Linked DNA regions of Hordeum vulgare: region 2 is linked to region 1. Evidence: chromatin contacts called from public Hi-C data. All regions are on one chromosome and are shown on one strand. The core of a region is the stretch at or near the end of the contact, and the rest is flanking DNA. Distances in the headings are between cores, read along the strand shown. Region 1 holds the start of LOC123401619 (mitogen-activated protein kinase 3). Region 2 holds the start of LOC123402827.

Region 1 (3,608 bases), core at 377-2,876:
CATATCGCTAATCGGGTGAACAATACATGTGATACATCATTTGTGCATTTGAATCGACAATGAGTCGATGGTACAATGTCATTTGGTGAAAATTTTCTTTCAGCAACATTTTTACACGCGTACACGTGCAGGGGCGAATCTAACAATCTGGCATGGTTTGGCCACCGCCATACCTAAGCTGCCATGCAAGTACGTATATTACTATTAGCCCAGCATAATTTTTAGGTTTTGGGCGGTGGTTCGCCTCCTGTTGGGCTTGGTTCTTGGCGGCTGACTACTACTCTTTCACAGAGGAAGTCAAGAATCACATTGAACATTTCTTCAATTATTTTACTATTTTTGTTGAGAGACTAACCAATTAGTTTTTCTTTTTTTTACAGATTTAAAGAGTATTTTGTCAAAGCCGATGGCTTCTTTCTAACTATCTACACTTGCATAATGTGTTTTCTACCATTGTATCCTACTCCCTCCGTTCCTAAATATAAGACCTTTTAGAGATTACCATATAAACTACACACGGATGTACATAGACATATTTTAGAGTATAGACTCACTCATTTTGCTCCGTATTTAGTCTTCTAGTGGAATCTTTAAAAGGTCTTATATTTTGGAACGGATGGAGTACTAATTACTAATTCATCATTTATCTATGGTTTTGATGTTTTATAGGCAAACCCGTCCAGTTAATATATATGATATATTGACAACCGATCATCCATGTAATCATCATCGAATGAAGTATTTAGAGTGTCAATACTTAAATTTTGGATTTTGGTTGTATTAGTTGAACTCCAAGTAATATATATTTGCTATTCTAGTGAGCTCTTCCATAACTGAGTTGTATATGGGTTTTTCGTTCACAAACTCCGCCACACCTGAAAATCATTCCTGTCTCCGCCACTGTACACGTGCCTTCCCCGTAGAAAAAAACCGTCAGCATGGAAAGATGAAGGCGCGCCATAAATTTCCGCAGCAAAAAACGCACGCATCGTGCACAAGTCGTACTACCGGTGTACTAGTCCTCACTCAATCCCGGTGTACTAGTCCTCACTCAATCCCGGTGTACTAGTCCTCACTCAATCCATGGCGTTCATACCAAAGCCAGTGCCCGTACAATCTCTCGTACGTACTCGAAGCGACCCATCATCACCCACCAACCCAACCCGCTCGTGGAACACATTTCATCGTTCGAACCCTCGCCTCGCCTATGGAACCGAAGCGTGCCGGCTGCCGCCACCGACCGCGGCCGCCACGGCCACGCGCGCACGGGGACAACGGGACCAATCCCCTCCCCTCCCCTCCCTTCCATCCCACGGCAGGCGCGTCCTCCCCATCCCCCCACCCTACCCCCACCCGCGCGCACGTGGCGCCGCCCCGCGCCGCATCGGACGGCCCGCCCGCGCCCATCCCCCGGACCGACGGCCGCCGTCCCCTCCACGCGCCTCGCCGGGGACGGAGCGGAGGAATATTCCTCGCCCCCTCCCCCACCCCACCCCACCCCACCCCCACCCGCACCCTCCTCCCTCCCCCCCGCAGCTGCAATTCGCCTCCGAATTCGGTCGCCCATGGCGCCGCGGCCCGTCTGATCCTACCCACCCACCCCTCCCCCATCCTCTCCCAGGCCCAGCTGCCCTCCCTCCCCCTCCCATGTAAGCGAGCCTTCCTCCCCGTCCTCCCCCCGCAATCCTCGTGCTCGCTCTGCATCGCCCGAGATCGGCCGGCTCTTGTCCGGACGGCCCGCGCCGGTCTCTGTCCCGCGGAGATCGGTCGCCCCTGATCCGAGCGAGCAGCCCCAGCTGGCGAGCTCCGATTGTGCCGCCGGGCGCGTGCGTGCGTGCCTGCCTAGTCGAGTGTCCCGCCCGAATTATTCGATTCCCCGTCGTGCTCCGGCGATGCATCGTGCCGGGGTGCGCGATGATTGTCTCGGTACATTTCCGCGATCCGCTGCTAGGATGGCAGGCTGCCCTGTTAATCATCTGGGCGACGATCTGCCCACCGGGAGCTTATGGGTTCTTGCAGGCTGCGGATTCGGCTTGTGCGTTTAGCACCGAGTGAGGCTGATGAGAATGCGGGTGAGAGGTGGTAGCGAGGAGTGGCATTGCATGGTGCTTAGATGCGCGGATTGGCTGCGCTACCGATCAAAGTTACCACTTATAAGCTTATGTAAATGGGGACATTGGCGCTCATCAATTCAAGTGCTGAATTGGTCAGCGCCAGTGTCCATTTATAAGCTTAGATAAGTACAACTGCACTTAGATGCCATGCCAACATGTACTGCTTATATATATATATATAGTTCATTCATTGTTGCCGATTCTGATCAGAATTTATGAGCCTTGTAGCTCCTGGTGCATGGTACAGTTTAGGTTCAGTTCAGAATCCTTCTACCACTTGGAGTTTCACATAAACACTTACCAGAAAAACAAGAGTGTGTGTGTTCTATTGGCATCTGAGGTCATGTAAACTATTACCAAAGCCTCTTTTAGCTGGAGATTTGTTTATTGTCCACGTCCCCTTGTCAGCTTAAGCATTTGGGTGCCATGGTTAGGCGCATGCAATTCAATATAATATCAGAGTTGAGGGGTCTTAGGTTCAATACTTGGCCAACGTACTATCAATAAGTATACATCGGCCTACGTCGATCCCAGGTCTAAGGTCTGGAGGGTAGGAAAGTGTTCAAAGATGGGGACATTGTTACACTTGTATTTTGTAATGAGTCTGTCTTATTTTTCACATTTGAAATTTGGTGATTGTGTAAGCTAAAAGAAACTAAATTTTCTTCCAGTACTGTTATTTATGGTATACTAAGTTATATGTTTTGTTTTGTTAGTTGAAAATGGCAATGCTGGTGGATCCTCCGAATGGCATGGGAAACCAAGGGAAGCATTACTACTCCATGTGGCAAACCTTGTTTGAGATTGACACCAAGTATGTGCCTATCAAGCCTATTGGTCGGGGAGCTTATGGAATAGTCTGCTCATCCATAAACCGTGAGACAAACGAGAAAGTAGCTATAAAGAAGATACATAATGTATTCGACAACCGCGTGGATGCACTAAGGACCTTGCGGGAGCTGAAACTCCTCCGGCATCTCCGCCATGAGAATGTTATTTCTTTGAAGGATATAATGATGCCTGTACAAAGGAGGAGCTTTAAGGATGTGTACTTGGTTTATGAGCTCATGGATACCGACCTGCATCAGATAATCAAATCACCTCAGGGGCTTTCCAATGACCACTGCCAATATTTTCTTTTTCAGGTAATGCTAGGATCACACCTTTTCCATCAGTCTTTCACATTTAAGTATTTAATATTAGTAACAATGCGTCTTCTCATACCTGTTATTACTTTCACTGCCCTCACCAGTTGTGATAATACATTTATATCTGCAGGTGCTAGTGTAGAGCACCTTCCTTAGTCTGCACCAGATTAATTGGTGGCCAATACGCACTGTCAGGTGTCTTTGTCGATTCAAACTTGAAATACACAAACTCTTCTGTAAACACTTCAGCGTTAATCATCAGTGTTTACAGACGACCAATTGGAGTTTGATGTCATTTCTAAACCATCAAATGGCTGATCCAGTCCATATATCCCTTGAGCCCTAA
Region 2 (3,608 bases), core at 660-3,159, 230 kb before region 1:
AAAAAACGTCTTACATTATTGGGACAGAGGGAGTACTTGTTAGTTGTACCAGCTAATGAACTGAACAGTACCTTCTATTTGTAGAAAACTTCACTAAAAACATTTCAGGTAAAAACATGCATACCTGAAAGGTTTCCTTTCAACGATGTGGTAAAGCCGGCCTGGTGCGTACAGACGCCTTGGATCCCTCAACATGACACTTTCAGGTATACATGTAGCTATGAGGCAATTCCCGCACAGAAGGCATGGCAAGCTGTACAAATTAAGGGGACTGCATCAGGCACCCTGAAAAGATACAGACTAGAGACAGAGTAACAGGATCCCCCTGCAAGTATGAGTTACCCCGTTGATCATGGTTTCTTTACCAGAAAAGTGACTTGATAATGTCTTCCAACGGAATGTCGGTGCGAGGAAGAAAATCATCCTGTGATTTACCAAAACAAGAATCAGACAATATAAGCAGAATTCAGTTGGGCTGTTTATCTTGACAAATGATAAAAGAAAAATGCTGCTGATGATGGGGGTGTACATTATGGACAAAGCTTAGCACCTGAAGAATGACCGCGTTAATGACGTCGGCATAACGGACTGCCAGATTGAGCGACGTGCACCTGGGGGGCGCCATGGCGAAGCACCGTATCCTCCTCCTCTCCACGCCACCCAGCCGCTCCCTGTCGCGCACCGCCAGCAGAGCCAGCATGGCCGCGACGCCGGAGCCGAGGGAATGCCCGGCGAACGTGAGCGTGTAGCCGGGGTTCCTGGCCAGGAGGTCCCTGAGCACGTCGCACTCGGCGTCGAACACCCACTCGGCGGCCTTGAGCAGGCCGTTGTGCACGTAGCCGCCGTCGAAGCCCGCCTGCCCGATCCTGTTGTCCAGCAGCACGGCGTAGTCGCTCTCCTTGGCCATGTCCATGCCGCGCACGGCGAGCACCACGTCCGCGTGCCGGTGGTCGAGGTACAGCAGGTACGTCGGGGCGCGCCCCTGCGTGTGCTCGGGCGTCCGCCGGCGCAGCACCCACCGGGGATCGATGCCGTAGCCCCCCGGCGGCGCCCACTGCGGGGTCTCGAGGTCGTCCTCGTAGACGGCGAGGATGAACCGGCATAGCCGCGGCACCGGCTCGAACTCCCCGGACGAGGCCAGGCCCCAGGTCTCGCTGTCGTAGCCGGTGGTGTGGAGGCAGCGCTGCCACACCCACCGCGTGCATGCCAGGCAGTACACGCACTCCACCACCGGCAGGCAGCACGCGATGGACATCGTCGTCACATCCACGTCGGTGGGAGTTCACTGTTCAGTGGTCTGACGACGCCGACAGATGGAAGGGCTGCAAAAGAAAGAAAAATATACCATATTGTTGGGTTATCCAGAGAAACATTCAGAAAGGATATGCTCGCTACTGGGGCAATGAAGTTACTGGGGAAACGGTAAACTGAGGATGGATTTCGAATGCAAACAGACGGGGATTGTGAATCCTATGTGTGTGTGATGGGAAAATCGCAGGAAATCCTGAGGGGATATCGAATTCCAGCCGTGAGATTCATCGATTAAGCTAGGGATTTGCTCAGCCGAGACAACTAATTGCCAAAGGGGACCTCTATCCATCAAATTGCAGCATTCTATTCCATCCCCTGTTGCGGCCGCGACTGTAAATAGATACTGAAATTACCGAACTAAACTTCTCTTGCTGGACTTGCGGAGCTTGGAGCACATCCGAGACCAGCAAGAAGGAAAGGGGGGATGCTGATACTGATAGTGGAGGACATGTTACCTTGAAGCGGGAGGAGAGGCATCGGAGACGACGAGTAGGTAGCGTCCGTCCACTCGGTCACTCTCGGGCACACACGAACACTAGCGAAGCGGCGAAACCAGAGGCAGCTACCTTTCTTTGGGTCTTGGAAGGCAACCTGCAACTACAAGTCAAAGAGGGGAAATCACCGCAGCAGGGGACGTGTGGCTATTTTATTTTTTCGCTCCCTCACGCCAATCACTCCACATGATGCAATCCGTGTCACATACAGTAGGAAATTTACTCCGTTGTCTCCGCAGTTTTTTTTCCTTTATCATTTCATTAATGCAAGGAATTATAACGGATACAGATAAAAATAGGCACCCTTCTGTGCCGGCGCACCCGCGCGAGCGCCTCCGCCGGTCAACGAGTGACCCTACGATGCAACAGCTGCTAGCCATCAGATCTGTTTGTCTCTTCGCCAATCTCTTGCATCGTCTTCCTGTGTAAAATTGCAGCGTCACGAGCGCTATTGACCCCGGCAGTAATTTCCCGTGAGGCGACTGAGCTCGAAGCAGCACAACACACCCCGTGCTCGCCGGAGCCGCTCATCGGCGCGCTCGCCAGCACGCTCGTCGAAGCCACTCGTCAGAGCTGCTCATCGGCGCGCTCGTCGCCTCTCGTCACAGCACCCTCATCCCTCCCTTCGTCGCTCGCCGCTCGTCGTCGTCGACGTCGCCGGTTTGAAGCTTTTTTCACTTTCCTTGAAAAAAATCCGCGTCACTTGAAGCTTTTTCCACAACGGTTGAAGCTTTTTCCATGTCGTTTGAAGCTTTTTGCTAGTTGTAGCAAAAATGACAGGCTTTCCTCGTTGGTCTGTGGTTGAAGCTTTTCAAACATATGGTTGAAACTTTTGAGTCAAGGATTGCAGCTTTTTGTGTTTTGCTGGTTGAAGCTTTTTATATCGTCGGTTGCAACAAATCAAATGAAGAACGTAGCAAATTTGTATAATGGTTGTAGCATTTTTCCATCATGGTTGCAGCTCGCCATGCCGACGCTTGTAGCAAAGAGCATAACGGTTTTGCAACAAAATAGAATTACGGATGTAGCAAATTTGTATAATGGTTGTACCATTTTTTTCATCATGGTTGCATCTCGCCATGCCAACGCTTGTAACAAAATTTTCGTCAACGCTTGAAGCTTTTCTTCATGCCGGTTGAAGCTTTTTCAATGCCGTTTGAAGCTTTTTGCACACCGCTTATAGCTTTTTTTAATAGATGCATACACACAGATCCGTCCATGGCAGGAGGCAGCCATGGCATCTCCCGTGGCTCGGCCCGAGCACCGGCGATGGTGGTTTTGCAGCAGTGCCAGCAAAGGGTACGAGGGCGTGCGGCGGCGCATGCGAGTGGGGGGGGCGACGGCGGCCTGCGCAAAGGGGACGCCAGCGAAGGTACGAGGGCGTGCGGCGGCGCCTGCGCGGGGGGAGGGGGCGACGGCGGCATGCGCAGAGGGGACGCACGCGATGGCGGCGCCTGCGCGGGGGGAGGGGGCGACGGCGGCATGCGCAGAGGGGACGCACGCGATGGCGGCGCCTGTGCGGGGGGAGGGGGCGACGACGGCCTGGGCAGAGGGGACGCACGCGACGGAGGCGCCAGCGGGGGGGGGGGGAGGGGGCGACGGCGGCCTGCGCAGAGGGGACGCGCGATCCGCCCAGATCGGACGAACACGGTGCGTCTGGCCGAAACGGTTCGACCGGCGCGCCGTGTATAAACGTTTCCCAATAGAAATACAACAGATGACACAAACGCAAGAAATGCATGGAGCAAAGAGACAAGAAATGATGGACCTGGACAAAGGATACAATGCAACAATCCACCAAGC

The links. Hi-C and Micro-C count contacts between places; a contact is called where the count stands out from the background.
Region 2: a contact with region 1 is called in a Hi-C map of leaf, with 8 times the contacts expected there. The contact joins the promoter of LOC123402827 here to the promoter of LOC123401619 in region 1. A contact is called at or near these places in 4 of 6 Hi-C or Micro-C datasets (leaf and seedling) and 1 of 1 datasets of contacts at active chromatin or transcription factors (embryo).

The regions. Positions count from the first base shown.
Region 1 is chr6H:63,102,758-63,106,365 of MorexV3_pseudomolecules_assembly, reverse strand. It overlaps LOC123401619 (mitogen-activated protein kinase 3), which reads left to right and starts at 1,626. Exons shown (of 3, transcript XM_045095455.1): 1 at 1,626-1,649; 2 at 2,831-3,259. The coding sequence starts at 2,837.
Region 2 is chr6H:63,332,538-63,336,145 of MorexV3_pseudomolecules_assembly, reverse strand. It overlaps LOC123402827, which reads right to left and starts at 1,909. Exons shown (of 6, transcript XM_045096785.1): 1 at 1,767-1,909; 2 at 551-1,322; 3 at 366-424; 4 at 125-253. The coding sequence starts at 1,255.